Regions from separate parts of the Zea mays genome. Here all the other regions are linked to region 1. A link is a contact called in public Hi-C data. All regions are on one chromosome and are shown on one strand. Each heading gives the region's core, a stretch centred on a gene start, on an enhancer-like site or on the middle of the called end of the contact. The rest is flanking DNA. Distances are from core to core; before and after follow the strand shown.

Evidence for each region. Hi-C and Micro-C count contacts between places; a contact is called where the count stands out from the background.
Region 2: a contact with region 1 is called in a Hi-C map of ear, with 4 times the contacts expected there. The contact joins the promoter of LOC103636520 here to the promoter of LOC103636567 in region 1. A contact is called at or near these places in 14 of 25 Hi-C or Micro-C datasets (bundle sheath, ear, endosperm and 3 more).
Region 3: a Hi-C map of tassel shows a contact between it and region 1, with 2.6 times the contacts expected there. The contact joins the promoter of LOC103636484 here to the promoter of LOC103636567 in region 1. A contact is called at or near these places in 2 of 25 Hi-C or Micro-C datasets (leaf and tassel).
Region 4: a Hi-C map of leaf shows a contact between it and region 1, with 2.6 times the contacts expected there. The contact joins the promoter of LOC103636597 here to the promoter of LOC103636567 in region 1. A contact is called at or near these places in 7 of 25 Hi-C or Micro-C datasets (bundle sheath, ear, endosperm and 3 more).

The regions. Positions count from the first base shown.
Region 1 is chr1:75,275,560-75,279,041 of Zm-B73-REFERENCE-NAM-5.0, forward strand. It overlaps LOC103636567 (chaperone protein ClpB2, chloroplastic-like), which reads left to right and starts at 1,664. Exons shown (of 10, transcript NM_001347043.1): 1 at 1,664-2,119; 2 at 2,415-2,633; 3 at 2,867-3,104; 4 at 3,374-3,482. The coding sequence starts at 1,868.
Region 2 is chr1:75,129,838-75,133,684 of Zm-B73-REFERENCE-NAM-5.0, forward strand. It overlaps LOC103636520 (zinc finger protein ZAT4), which reads right to left and starts at 1,853. Exons shown (of 1, transcript XM_008658867.2): 1 at 118-1,853. The coding sequence starts at 1,510. The coding sequence ends at 470.
Region 3 is chr1:75,020,494-75,024,298 of Zm-B73-REFERENCE-NAM-5.0, forward strand. LOC103636484 (diacylglycerol kinase 1) reads left to right here and starts at 2,432. Exons shown (of 9, transcript XR_002266139.2): 1 at 2,432-2,787.
Region 4 is chr1:75,434,342-75,437,947 of Zm-B73-REFERENCE-NAM-5.0, forward strand. It overlaps LOC103636597 (probable ubiquitin conjugation factor E4), which reads right to left and starts at 1,959. Exons shown (of 16, transcript XM_008658957.3): 1 at 974-1,959. The coding sequence starts at 1,824.

The DNA of each region.
Region 1 (3,482 bases), core at 414-2,913:
TTGCTTTATCCTTTATGGAAGAACCGACTGCAACATCAGATGAAGCCGATGCAACTGATTCACGCGTGGCTTGAACCGTGCCGGTGCCACTGCCATCGTTCTGGGCTTCGGGCAACACAGATTCTGGGAAGATAACTTGAACATTATTACGCCGCCTCCTAGTCTCATCTGTAGTGTGAAATTGTGAATAACAACTCAAGAGGTGTAGCACCAAATGAACAATTGAAGAACCAAAAGAACACATAGATTACCATCTGTAGAGGTGCTCATTTCGGTTAAGTTCAGAACAGACTAGTGAAGTGTGCACTGAAGTGAGCACTGAACTCTGAACAGACTAGTGAAGTGAGCACTGAACTCTGAACAGAGTTCAGAACAGATTGGTGCAGACAGTTGTCGGAGCAGAGCAGTGAGCAGAGGCGAGCGCCGAAGCTGAGTAGAGGCGAGCGCAACAGAGGGCAGAGGGTAGGGCCACCGGAGTTGAGCAGAGGCGAGCGCATCAGAGGGCAGGGCCACCGGAGCTGAGCAGACAGCAGAGGCGAGCGCAACAGAGGGCAGGGCCACCGGAGCTGAGGACCACCGGAGCAGAGGGCAGGGCCGCAGGGCAGCAATGGAGCAGAGTGTGAGAGGGGGCAGAGGCGACGACTTAGGGTTTCTATTGTGTGGCGGCTTAGGGTTTCTACTATGCGGCGGCACAGTGGCAGACAATAGAGCTTGTTTCTACTGTGGACTGGAGAGTGGAGACAGTGGGCCGCCAACCCATATAATGATATAACAGAGGACACTTTTTTTACAGGTCCAAACTTGGCACAAGCTAGTCGGACATGGCACCTAGTCGGCCGACTAATTGCGATTAGTTGCCAACTAGGACGATTAGTCGTCACCTAGTCGCCCTAATCGAGTCGTCCATGCTAATCGTGCTCTACCAGGCGATAAGGCCGACTAATCGCGATTAGTCAGACGACTTTAAAACCATGGTTCAAAAAATAGATTAATATAGGACGTTACTAGTGAGAGTGCAGTATAGAGCACATAATTTTTTAAATGATACTATAAAGAGCAAAAGAAATAGGGAAGAGAATTTATGTGTTGTTTGGTTCACGAAATGTAACATAAATAATAATGGTAATAATTCACACTCGAATACCGGTGGTAATAAGTTTGAATAAGTCGGTATTCATTTCTAGTGTGGTATCAATTACAGATAGACTTAAACAAATATAATTTAACGTTATTGGTTACCCATTATATTACCAATACGTGAACCAAACGATACCTTTAAAGTATCTTGCCGGAGAAAATTAAGTACGATCTTATTAAAATCTAACAAAGACTCTTTATTATTATATATACATTTAGAGAACATGAGCGAAAATAAACTAAGATACAATTTTAGTTTTTTTAATATTAGATATGGATTTTAGGATTTAGTAGATTAGATTAGATATATATGAAAAAGGGAATGCAGCAAGAGGCGGTGCGACTCCAAATCACCCACCCGAGCGCATAGACACAGATCCCGGCCGTCCAGCGCGAGATCCGACGGCGCCGCGCTCGCAGAGCACGCGCCCCACCCCTTCTATTCCGGTCCTTCCTTTCCCTATCGTCTTCCTCCCCTTCTCCACTCCACGGAAGTGCTCGTTGGCACCTGAACCTCCCAGAACCTCCTCCTCCGCTTGTCTCCACCCTCCACGCCGCCACCGATTTATACACGCTTCGTCCCGCCCCGCCGCGACCTTCTGTTCCATACCATGCCATACCATTTCTCCTGATAAACCATCCAATCCAGAGTTCCATTCCAGTCTGAATTGCTCCTCCTACCTTCTGATAAGCAATCACGATTGTGCCATCAACACTACAGCGCCCCACCATGGCCGCCGCGCCGCCTCTGTCCGCCGACGCACTTTCCTTCCTAACCTCCGCCCCCGCCGCGGCCGCGGCCGTGCCGACGCCGGTCGTAGCCGCGGCGTGGGGCGCGGCGAGGGCGGGTCATGTGAGGGGTAAGGCGGGACTAAGGACGACGGGAGGAGGAAGGGGCGGGGTACTGGCTCCGGTGGTCGGGAAGAGGCTCTGCCGGACGCCGCTCTCCGTTCGCTGCAACGCCACCAGCCGGGACGGCAGGGTAGGGACCCGTTTTCCTTGCCTTCATTTTCAGTCCGATTTTGCGCACTTCTTTTTCTTTGATTTCATTTTACAGAAATATACTGGCTTGTTCCGTTTTCAATTCCTAATGTCACGGTCGTTGTACATGTAATACAGCCATCGATGCATTTATTTATGTTCCATTTCTCATTAACGAAAAGTAGTTTTCATAGCATTTATACTACTGATACTCTTTTGATGAAGAGCCAGGAAATTGTATATTTTTTTCACACACACACATATTTCTCACTCGTCAGCACCTATCCCGCTGACAGATTACACAACAAGAGTTCACTGAGATGGCGTGGCAAGCAATTGTCTCATCCCCTGAGGTGGCGAAGGAGAGCAAGCACCAGATTGTGGAGACTGAGCATATGATGAAATCCCTGCTGGAGCAACGGAATGGCCTTGCCCGCCGCATTTTTTCTAAGGCAGGAGTTGATAATACAAGGCTTCTTGATGCCACGGAGAAGTTCATCCAGAGACAGCCTAAGGTGCTTCGTCCTCAACACACTCCGATTCTGTTGATATTCACATGCAGTTTGTCTTAGCAAGATTAATGCATCTTACTATGAACTCGGAATAATGATCAGAGAACTGGAAAAACATTTTTCCCACTTCAATAAACTCAACATTCTTCAATATCTTTCTATATATTGCTTTTCGTTGAAACAAAAAACAAGGAATTTCCATTCATAGTTGTCTTACGTTCTGTTTAATGATTCAGGTATTAGGTGAAGAACCTGGATCTATGTTGGGGCGTGACTTAGAAGCTCTGATACAAAGAGCCCGGGACTTCAAGAAAGAGTACGGCGATTCATATGTCTCAGTTGAGCATCTAGTCCTTGGCTTTGCTGAAGATAAGCGGTTTGGGAAACAGCTGTTCAAGGATTTTCAGATTACTGTGAAGACGTTGAAATCAGCCATTGAATCGATTAGAGGGAAGCAAAATGTAATCGATCAAGGTATGAGTTCCCCCTACTTGCAATGCTGGCATTAACATGCTTGCAACTTCTATCCTCTTCCTCTGTCTGTGCTCCATAAAATTGCATGATGTGACCTATATTCCTGTAAATTGCACAAAGAAAATGGCAAGTAATGAAGCGTCTGCTGAAGTAGACATCACCTTTCCATGCATAATTGATATGAAATTTTTTACCTTGAACTCCTGTGTCCCTCTGATACAACAGAAGATATTTTCACATAAAAAATTAAAAATATGTGTTTTCAATAGATCCTGAGGGAAAGTACGAAGCTTTGGAGAAATATGGAAAGGATCTGACAGCTATGGCACGTCAAGGGAAGCTTGATCCAGTTATTGGAAGAGATGATGAGATTCGAAG
Region 2 (3,847 bases), core at 603-3,102, 150 kb before region 1:
GTATGCTGCCACTGCCTACCCGAATTCTAGGTCAGTAAAAAGCAGCAGTAAAAGGCTATGGACGACGCTAAGGAGCTACTTAGATCAGTTAGAGAGTCAACAAAAAAGGGAGATTAATATCAAACTTAAAAGCATTCACTGAATTCTATAAACTTGAGAAATACAATGCTGACTGAATTAAAAATTAAAAATCTTTCATTGAATTATCTCAGGTTTAGCACTTTATTATGAGATGCTTATCACTCTATATAAAGATACTGAAAAACAAAACAAAAAAACTAGTAAAATGCATAATATAAGTGAAATTTGAACCCAAGAAGATTAGCAATCATTGTTCATCTCACCGAATCTAGATCACTCGTAACTTGAAGCTCCGAAGAATCGATTGAACCTGAATCTATAGTTCACACTAGTATGTAGGTACCACATCCATACTTCGTCTGAAAATCAAGACTTAAGTAGCCAAATTTCAATCCTCAACTCCTGGAGCTGGCAGATTGAGATCAAGAAACTCATCAGAGATCAGTGGTTGCTCATCGTCACCAACGTCATCGTCATCGACAGAATGTACGTGCTCATAGAGCTCACCGGCGATCGAGTGTGACCGCTTGTGTCCACCGAGCGACTGTCCCGAGCTAAACACCCTAAAGCAGATGCGACACTCGAATTTAATCGTCCTATTATTACTAACCATGGAGGTAGTGTTGGTCTCGACGCTGGGCTTGGGCTCCGGTTGGTAGTCAAGGATAGGTTTGGCGATGCTACAGTTACTATTGATCCGCTTGTAGCTAGCGCGGTGACCGCCGAGTGCTTGGTACGACCGGAACGTCCTCCCGCATACAGGGCACTCGTACCGGCCCCGCTTCTCGTCACCAACGTCGCTGTGATGGAGCTTCCTCTTGTTGATTTTGGTGCCGTCGTTGGAGTCGGCGTCATGGTGGTGGTACTCGTACTGATAATCTCGCCTCGTGCTGTCCTCTCCCGGCGAGTACTTGGCGCCCACGGCCGTGGAGCAACCGCGACGGTCCACGATGTCGCACGACAGCATGATGAGGGAGAGTGCGACATCCTCCGGCTCCTTGTCGAAGGCAGTCGGCGGCGGCGTGCGAGCCGGCACACGCATAGAGCGCCTACGCCTCGGCGGCGGCATCAAGCCCTCCTGCTTCCAATCACGCTCCAGTTCCATCGCTTTGCCACCGCCTCGCGCGCGGCGGTAATCGACGTTCGACTCACACGGTGAAAACACGTCACCGCGGCCACCGCAGTCGCTGAGGCTCGAGAGGCGCCGTGTCTTCTTCGGCTTGTCCCTCAGCCCGTGACCTCCTGCTCCCGGAGCCGTCGCGCAATCAAGGCCTTGCCGCTGTTGGTGCTCCTCCTCGTCGTCCAGCTCGTCGGCCAGGGAATGCGAACGCATGTGGCCGCCGAGCGAGCGGCCGCAGGGGAAGCCCTTCCGGCACACCTTGCAGCTGTGCCGAGTGGCGCTGCTAGCAAGCACAGCCACATCCCACATCCCCCATGGTATGCGTCGTTGATGATGTTTCGATCAAGGTAAGGAACTAGAGCAGATTATTATTTGATCGCATCAGCGGCGGATCAAGATCGATCAGCCAAGAAAGCTAGCTGCAAGTAGGCAAGAATGGAAGTGGGTGGAAGGGGAGAAGAGGTCAAGTGAAGAAGAAAGGAGATGGAGGCGGCCGGGATCCATGCGGCTGATCGAGCGTGCTTGCGAGAGGAAGCTGCTGTGTGTGACGAGCAGCTAAAGTAGCAGATGGGACGAGGGAGGAGGAGGTCATGCTGCATACGCGCGGTTCGTTGGGCAGGAGAAATCTCAGCACAGCATGCAACCAAGCAAGCAAAATTAGCAAACGGACAGGAGAGAGAAAACGAATCACCCTGTGATGTGCTGCTGTGGAGCCGGCAAAATGCAACGCAACGCAAGCCACGGATGGAACGAGTGAGTGCCGTTACTGCCGTGTCTGGCCGGGCCGCCAACTGGGCTTCTTTGCCACCGGCGGGCCGATTTTCCAATGAGCCCACTCTGTCATCGTCATGGTTGCCGTCATCTCTTAAGTCTAGTTTGGAAACACAATTTTTCCAATAGATTTCTATTTTCCTAAGAAAAATAAACTAATTTTTTTTGAGAAAATGAAAATCTCTTAGAAAAATAGGGTTTCCAAACTAGCCATTATTTTCGAATCCAGCCGTAGGATTTCACTGGACCACATCCGTTCAGTTGTAGTTTCATCATCCTACGGTTGGATCGCAACCATGACTATACCCAGCAGACCATGTATATGTGTAAAACAATATTTAGACGGTATAATTTGAAATATAAAGTGAGATAACTAAGGCTGTCTCCAGCAGCGTTCGCTAAATTGCATGCTCTAAAAAATATACTCTATACTTTACAACACTTCCTAAAAGATTTCGTCTTTATATCTTGTTTATATCCAACAACGTACTCTAAATTTGGTCATCTATATCTATAGTGTTACCTGAATTTGTATTTTCCATTATTTTTTGCCTATCAAAAAACAATCTGTAGCAACGTAATTGTTTTCTTAAGTACAACAAGGACGCAAACACAGGTACCATACATTACATCACATACATTACTAATCATTTTTTTAATACGGCAAGGACAAAAACACGGACGGTGCTCTAGGCACGAGGACACAACTGCCCTGTATATCGAACGTTGCTCGTTCACTAGATTTAGAGGATTCTCAACGACCACTACATTTTATAGCCCCTTTACCGTTCCTTGCTGGCGGCCTTGCCCACTGCTGCATATGCTAAGTTTAGTGTACATGATGCTTTATAAGCCTTTGTTAGAGACATCCTAAGACTGTTGGAGGTAGTATGTGGCTCACAAAGCTGTGGCCACAAACATCTTTGGCCATTCTTCTCTCCACTTCCTTTCCCCCCGAAGATACGATTGTGGCCTTTTGATGCACTGCCACCTGGCCACCATGGCCTCATGTCATCTTGGTCGATTACATACATACATATACACACACATTTTTTTTTGAAAAATCACGTTTAGATCTCTAAAGAAACTAATAGTAGGATAATTGTCATGGCCTATGGAGCCGAGATTACACATCCCAACATCATATGTAATAGCATTGAGGCATCAAACTATTATTGATGTGGAGGTTACGGTGACCATGACATGATGGAACCTCGACGTAGATCTATAACGCCGAACTCGACACCATAGCTCGATGGCATAGATCTTAACATCGAGGTTACTATATTGTTTGTCGTCGTCCTCTTCTCTGTCGTTTCTCTTTCTCCTATGCTCGGACCCTGACCTCGCGCATCTCTCCTCTATCGATCACGGTGTCATGCCCCCTGCATGTTGGAGCTCAGCTACCGTGGCATCGGTCCCTTAGCCATCTGTTATCACTGGAAACTGGTGGCCGGTTGTCCGAGCAGCCAACATACGCAGAGCCTGGAGATCCGATATTGCTACGATCTCCTCTCCTTAAATGCGGCTTTGATTGCCTTTTATGTGCTAAGAACAATCAACTAGGCGTGTAACCTAGCTTGACCTACAAGACAAAAAGGACATGTTGGGATCGGTGAATCACTCTGCATATGCACAATAACATGTAAAACATCAAATTCTAGCTTGATCTTGTGGATCAGCCCATGCTGGTCACACTGATCAGCTCCCTTGAACCGACTGTCCTCTTTTTGGTCAACTAAAAAGATAAAGAAGTGTGTATTAAAAATGATATATATATACTTGTCTAAAGCATGATTTTGATGATCATCGGTCCCAAATTGACGTGTGCCATGCACGCGATCAAAGTAGAAGAAATAGGCTAGAAAGTCGTCT
Region 3 (3,805 bases), core at 1,182-3,681, 250 kb before region 1:
TCAAGTTTCTAAAATAAGTCACATAAACTCAAACTTATAAAAAAGATAGATCAAAATATAAAGTGGTTGTCAAAGTCAGCCATCAATAAAAACTGGATGCGCTCCACACAGATTATGATACTTCATAACAATTACTAACGTTTGAAACCAATAAATAACCTTTTCTTTTATTATTAGCGTGACAAATCATTGTTGCTCCATCCAATTCAGCAACCTCAAACACCATGAAGTCCATTGCGCCAATATGGTCTCAGAAACGACCTAATGCATGCAAGAATCAAGAACACAAGGGACGAGCACTCTATGGTAGTGTCCGCATGGATCTCCAAGTCCTAACACATATTTTGCAGGATCCACAAGCCATCATCGGAAGAACACAAACCATGTGCAGACAATAAATAAAGTATTAACATACCCAAATTATGTTCAGTCCTTAGCATAATAAAAAACTAACACCCAAAACAACAGAAGAACAACATAATATTTTTTGCAATGACAGAAGGAAGGGTGACAGGTACGTAGAAGTGATAGAAGCATACCGAGTCGACATCATGGTAAGGGAAAGACCATGTAGACAAACGATGCTGAGCCATCAAACGGGTATCATAGGCAGCAAATAAGCGACCCACATCCCTTGCCTCCCCCACTTCCAAGGTTTCGTAGAGCAGGAAGGGAAGGGAAAAGAAGGACATACTTGTTCGTTGTTGGAGAAGGACATGACGAAGACCTAGGCATCTGGAGGCAACATAGGTAGTATACCGCTAGATAAATATAGGGAGAGAGCACACGAACGGAGAAAAAGCCCAGCCGGAGCAGCTCCAAACCGAGAGACACCCGCACCAGGCGTCAGTCTGAGAAGGGCGAGAGAATACGAGTGCCTTCCTAGCCCTGGACCCGCCGAGGAGACACAACACCACCACCAACTTTATAGCATATGCCGACTGCTACCGCGCTACATGCCTTGGTTGTCCAATATCTCAGACCTGAACTTCTCATCGCCAAGATAACCTAAGCGCGACAAGCGCCACCGTATCCTCCTCGGCGGTACGCACGAAGAAGGCCAGGAGCAAGACCGACTCGCTCGTACCTGCGTCGACGAGCGTCGATCGGCTCGCGGCTACGACCGTGGGCGGGGGCAACAATTTGGGGAGGAAGAACAAGGCGAAGGCCGGGAAGACGAACGGGACGTCCGACGACAGCAAAAACGATGGTGCGCGCATGTTGTGGAAACGTTCTCGTGGACGTGCAATATCCACTGCGCGGTCGCTATCGGGGCTAGTGTCGGACGAATACGGGGAGGTGACGTCTGCTCCCACGCTCTCTGTCAATAATGGGGTGGCGCAGAGGCGGAGGCATAAGGGGGAGAGAGAAAAAAAGCAGGATGACGCCTGGCGTGTGCGCGGAAGCGACAAATATGCAGCGGGTTAATTTGAAATAGATATGAGAGATTATTTGTAAAATTATAATGTGGGACGACTGTTGAAACTGATGTTATAATATAGAAGAGATAGAGATATATCTTAGACTATGATTAATTCATGCGTAAAAAATAATAATTTAAAATGTATTAAGAATATGATGTATTGTATATAGGGGATCAATTTAGAGAAAATTGTTGCGTGAACTAGGATTTAAAGGATATAATATTTTAGAGGGCGGTAAAAATGTAAATTTTAGAAGGTGAAATAGAGGAACGTAGGAGCCGTTGTGGATTGTTAGGCTGGCGTACCCAAGCGGCCGTAATACGAAAACAACAGGTATCTTCTCTGCTTCCGCTTCTCGTAGGGAGATCACTGAAATTCGGTGAAATTTCCTATTTCACTGCTGACTGAGAAGCGAATCTTGGAGATCTCGGTTTCGAATTTAAAAATACAAAAGTCAATTTTTGATAGAAAATGAAATTTTCTATATTAAAAACGTAATGGTGAACATCGGTGGCTAGAAAGGGCGATTCGTAAATACATACACATATTTACTGGTGGATATGAATTTACCTTCATACCCATGTAGGTATAGATCACACGTCGAGTCATCCTCATCCACGTAGATTAGACATATATCATATATCCTGCATCATTCAACAAATTTAATGAACTTTAAAAAATACTAGATGCTAAACATTAGATTTAAATAAAATCATGTGCCATAGTCAAGTATCACGCCATTTAATTTCGAACAATATAGACATAGGAGGATGCAAAAATTAAACTACATGATTAAGATTGTAATTAGATTTATAGTAATAATATCTAATTTCACAGTTGCACAAGAAACAACGAATATGGGTGAAGGTTTATATTAGGTATTTTATATCCACGAGTTAACAGATACACGTTTAATACTTGTTTACTTATTGGATAAAGTTTTTGTTTAATAAGAAAAATATCGGTAAAATATTTAGTCCCCGCCGGGATCCATCGCCATCTCTACCGGTGGCCCGGCCCCAACCCCATGCGTCAAGGGATCAAACCATGGCGCGTGTGCACATCGCCACCGTCGGCGCTGCCCAGTCACCGCGCCGACGGCGAAATATATTCCGGGGTCCCACGTGGAAGCATCCGGAGGAATACACGGATACACCTCCGCCTCGGTCCATCGCAACTGCAATCTTCTGCTCCGTCCTGTAGGCTGTAGCTGCAGCCTGCAGGGAGCGAGCCATAAAGGAGACTACGTAGCGGCCGCGGAGCGCGGGGACGACGGAGGGAGACAGACGGGCGCGGCAGGGACCAGGGAGCCAGCAGGGCTAGGCGACGCTCCTTCCAGTTCTCCTATCCATGATTTCATTCTGTGAGTTGAGGGTGCTCTGCTCCTTTCCGTCCCGTCAATTTCTGGGTTCCATTTCGGTCGCTTCTTGCGGAGATCAAATGATACCGCGCAGATTCGTTCTTCTCTAGTTTGGGAAACTCATTTTCCGGAATTTTCATTTTTCCAAAGAAAATTAGTTTATTTTCCTTGGAAAGATAGGACTTCGGAGTTTGTTACTTCCCTCCTCTCTTTCCCCATGATTCTTCATGCTCTGCGAGGTCAACTGACGTGTATAAGAGGAGCACTACTTCTTGCGTTCTCACATGTAGCTTTAGATTTTTGTTGCTTCATCGCTATGTGCTTTCAATAGTATATAGCATATTATAAACTTATATATATATATATATATATAATTTCTCGTATATAACCCGTGTATCTCGGCTTCATATGACTTTTCAAGTACTATGACTGTGTTGGTATCTATTGCAGCTTCATATATACGTAAGATTGCTTTGCTTGCTTAGTAATTATCACGCACCATTCACCAATCTATGCTTATGATAGTGCGTCAAGTATGCGTAGGGGTGGCACGATCCAAATGTTTCTTATGACTTTTAATAAATTTTATTAGTTTAAAAATAAATAGGAATAGAGCCCGACTCTTCTAATCTGATTTGATCCATAAGTTTTATATACTCTAAAATTTAGAGCCCATTACCACCCTAAGTATATGTATGTATGACTATTCCTGCTCAATGTAATCCAAGTATTTTTCTCCACACCTATTTTTATGCTTCCAAAGGCTCCACGCTCCAAGGATGATAGCACTATTGAACCCTCAAAACCCATAGCTGCCACTCTTCTCTGAACCCCTCCTCTAGGGATTGAAGGCAAGGTCGAGTCTCATAAAAAGCACACCTATTTCTAAGCTTCCAAAGCTCCACGCTCCAAGGATGACAGCACTATGGAATCCTTTTATTTTGCCTTTGGGAATTTTTAAAGAAGCTTTCCTCCACCAGTCAACAAAGTAGACATCTCTTCTCTTAGGTACCACAGCAGT
Region 4 (3,606 bases), core at 709-3,208, 160 kb after region 1:
CGGTAGGGAAGTTCCTTACATGCCATACAATGGGCATGTTAAGATACCAAGGGCTAATTGTTAGCTAGCTATTTTTTAGCTCAAATTAGCTCTAGTGCGTCCAAACAGGAGGGATAATAAGTGGACTATTTTTTTAGCCAAGTCTTCAACTAGTTGTTAGCCGATTAGCTAACCAACTACAGCTAAATTGAGCAAATTCTTAGCTCCAACTAGTAATTAGCCATGTGTATCCAAACATGCCCAACGTCTGCCACATCCCTCAAATTGTCCTCATAGGTTTGGCACATAAAGAACTATTAATCTTTTAACTGACCCACAGGCCACAGCAATCCTTAGCTGAACCACACTATATGATATTTTCCAATTGAATTTCTGTTCCAAAATCCTGACCGGGAATGAAGAATGCCAAAAATCAGCGGGCCAACTATACACACGATATAAATCTAAAATTCCATTAGTTTAATAATAATGAACACTAAATCTTAATACCTAAGTAGCAGGAAGAAAGATCAACATTCTTGTCCAACTCTCCTGACCTAGCAAAGAGAAATTTTTAGCCTAATCCCCAAGCTAGCAACCGAGTACCGGATGTATGATGAACCGAGTACCGAATGTGTGGTGAGAAACTTCACAGTTCACGGCTTAACTGAAGCAATGCACTATAAACAGATCGTTTAGAAGTGTACATGAAAATTCAGAATTTAAATCTTTCCAGTTTCCACAAAAGCAATATTAAAAATTTGAAACTTCTGCATCCTATTAGCAGTAAGAAAAGGTGGTTGACCAAACTTCTGTATCCTATAAATCTCTAAATATAATTTATTTATGGGTTGTTAAATTAGTCATAGCCAGAAAAAAAACACCAGCAACACCTGGGCACAGTATCCAAGATGCAATTCTGCACACATAAACGAACACATATGGGAGCTGTGAAGTTTGATCAACAAGAACCAACAAGATAAATAGTACTCACCCCACATCAGGCTTGCTAGCGAACTCTCGGTCTCGGATGGCGCTTACATGGAAGAAGGCCCCGAGTACACTGTATAGCTCCATGACCCTCCCTTCCCCAATGAGCATGATCTGATTCTTTGGTATCCACTTAGGATGGTTAACCAGGGCCTTGGCACAATTGGGGATCCCCACAAGCCGCCTGAGCAACCGCAATGGGCGCTGAAAGTCACCGAGGGCCGAAACCTTATCGACACTCTGCCTAAGGAGCTCGTATAGCTCCCCCATGGCCGGCTCGATGGAGTCATAGTCCGCGCTGCCTAAGAACTCATCAATGAAGCCCGGCGGCGGCGGCGCCCCGGGGGCCGGGGTGGGGTCGAGCGGGTCGGCTGCCTCAGCGAGGAGGAATACGAGGAGGTCGGAGGCGGGGTGTTGCGCGCCGGGCGGGGTGGGGAAGGTGTCGGGATTCCCGGCGACGATGCGCGCGTAGGAGAGGATGAGGGCCCGGAGGTGCGCTATGGAGGCTGCGAGGCGCGCCCGGAGAGCGGCGTCGCGGATGGTGGAGATCTTACGCGCCTCGTCGGCGGCGCGGCGGAAAGCGGAGACGAGGTAGGCGAAAGGGGTCGGGGACCCGGCGGGCGGGTCCGGGAGCGAGAGGCGGTCGATGAGGAGGCGCTCGGCGGCATCGCGCAGGGCGAGGAGAGGGCGCGACTCAGAGAGGAGCTCGGCGGCGGTGAGCTCGAGGTAGGCGACGGCTGGGCTGGGGTTGGCCGGGGGCGTCAGGGAGACGAGGAGGATCTTGCGGAGGATGATGTCCTCCACCTCGTCAGGAGAGCGCTGCGGCCGCGCGGAAGCCGGCGATGGGGACGCCATCGGCGGCGGGCGGCGGCTCGCTGCTGGCTCTGCTGCTTCGAGCCTTCGACTCGGGGAACCGCGTGTTGTGGTGGATCAAGATTCGAGCAGACTCGAGAGAGCCGACTTTGGGGTTTTTTTTGTATTGTTTAAAGTGTGTGTTTGGTCCCTAACTAAAAGTTTATAGTATGGATCATATAAAAATTTTGAATGTCAATTACAGATATTAAATAGATATTAAATATAGTTTAGTTATAAAACTAATAATATAGATGAAGACTAAACAACGAGAAGAAATTATTAAACCTAATTAATACGACCTCCATTTCCAGATATTTAATATTTGCCGTCCGCTAGTTCATATTTAAACTAAATCGTGACAGATAAAAAAGAGTAAAAAGAATAAAGGAAATATATAATTAGCAAATGGTTATTATAGCATAGTATTAATGAATCTCTACTATCTCTTAAGACCGTAGTGTAGGCGTCTACATCGTTGTGTGGTGCACGGTTCTGCCATCTCTCACCTCCGCTATCCTCCCCAGTCCCCAAGCGCGCAGCCACGATTGTCGCTCCTCCCCGACGCCGCGATGGCCGCGCCCCCTCTCCCTACCCCCAGCGTGATGCCCGCACCCCGTGCCATGGTGCCCTCGCCTCCGCCCCCGAGCGATCCAGCCCCGTCGTCGCGATGACCGTCGCGTTCCCTTCTTCCCCCGTCGCCTTTCCCTCCCTACTCCTCTGCATTTCTTCCCCAACCCACGCTCACCTGGCCCCATAGCCCCAGCCGCCATACCCTCGCGCGCCCGACCATGCGCCAGATCGTCCAGTACCTCGACGGCGATGCGCCGCTGCCAGAGCTCACGCCCAGACCCAAATCGTCGTGGTAACCTCGGCCCTCGCCCACGCTCTCCCTAGAAGGAAACCCACGATCTTGTTGGAAGGAAATCCACGCTGGCGTGGCCCCAAATCCGCTCTCCATGGAAGGGGATCGGCCCCAAATCGCTGTCGTCCCTCCCGGATCGTCGCCCCTGCCCAGCATCAGCGGACTCATCCGCTGCGTCGCCCCAACACTCTTGGAGGAGATCTCCGGAGCGTGGCGAGGACGCCTGGGTAGGTCGGCTTCCAAGCAGCCCCCGAGATCTCGGTCCTCGCCCACACTCTCCATGGAAGGAGATCGCCTCCTTTGTGCCCCGACACTCTTGCCCCGGATCGTCGCCCCCGCCCAGCATCAACGAACGCGTTCACTGTGCCCCGGATCTCGGTCCTCGCCCCGACACTCTTGGAGGAGATCTCCGGGCGACAAGTTTCCCTCCACGGCATCATCGGTCCGAATAAAAAGTCATGCGTGGAAGCCACAACATCCCTCGCATCCTTGCCTGCGCTCTCCAGGTACGCCACAACATCCCCCGCATCCTTTGTACTTCTTCTGTCTCTTCATTGAAACTCAAAGCAGTAGCACACACTAAATCTTTTATGTCCCGAATGAAATGATCTACAACAGTTTTCTTGATTACAACCATTGTTCGTTGAAATCCACTTCGACAGCTGAATCCGGGCATTATAAAGGTACACAGTAGTGACAGGATTTGACAGCTTCGTTGAATCCACATAGTAATTTGTTATATCTGTATAATTGTGCATGCTTAAGTCATGGAGTGTAATCCACTTCCCGTTTGTTCCATGTTGTTTACGTGCATCTTGGAGATTGCCGACGAGCGCAACCATGAATCTGAATCCATTACTGGTTTGTGGAAATAAAGGTACACAGTTTATCTTTTTTGTTTGCCACAAAAGTTATAAATT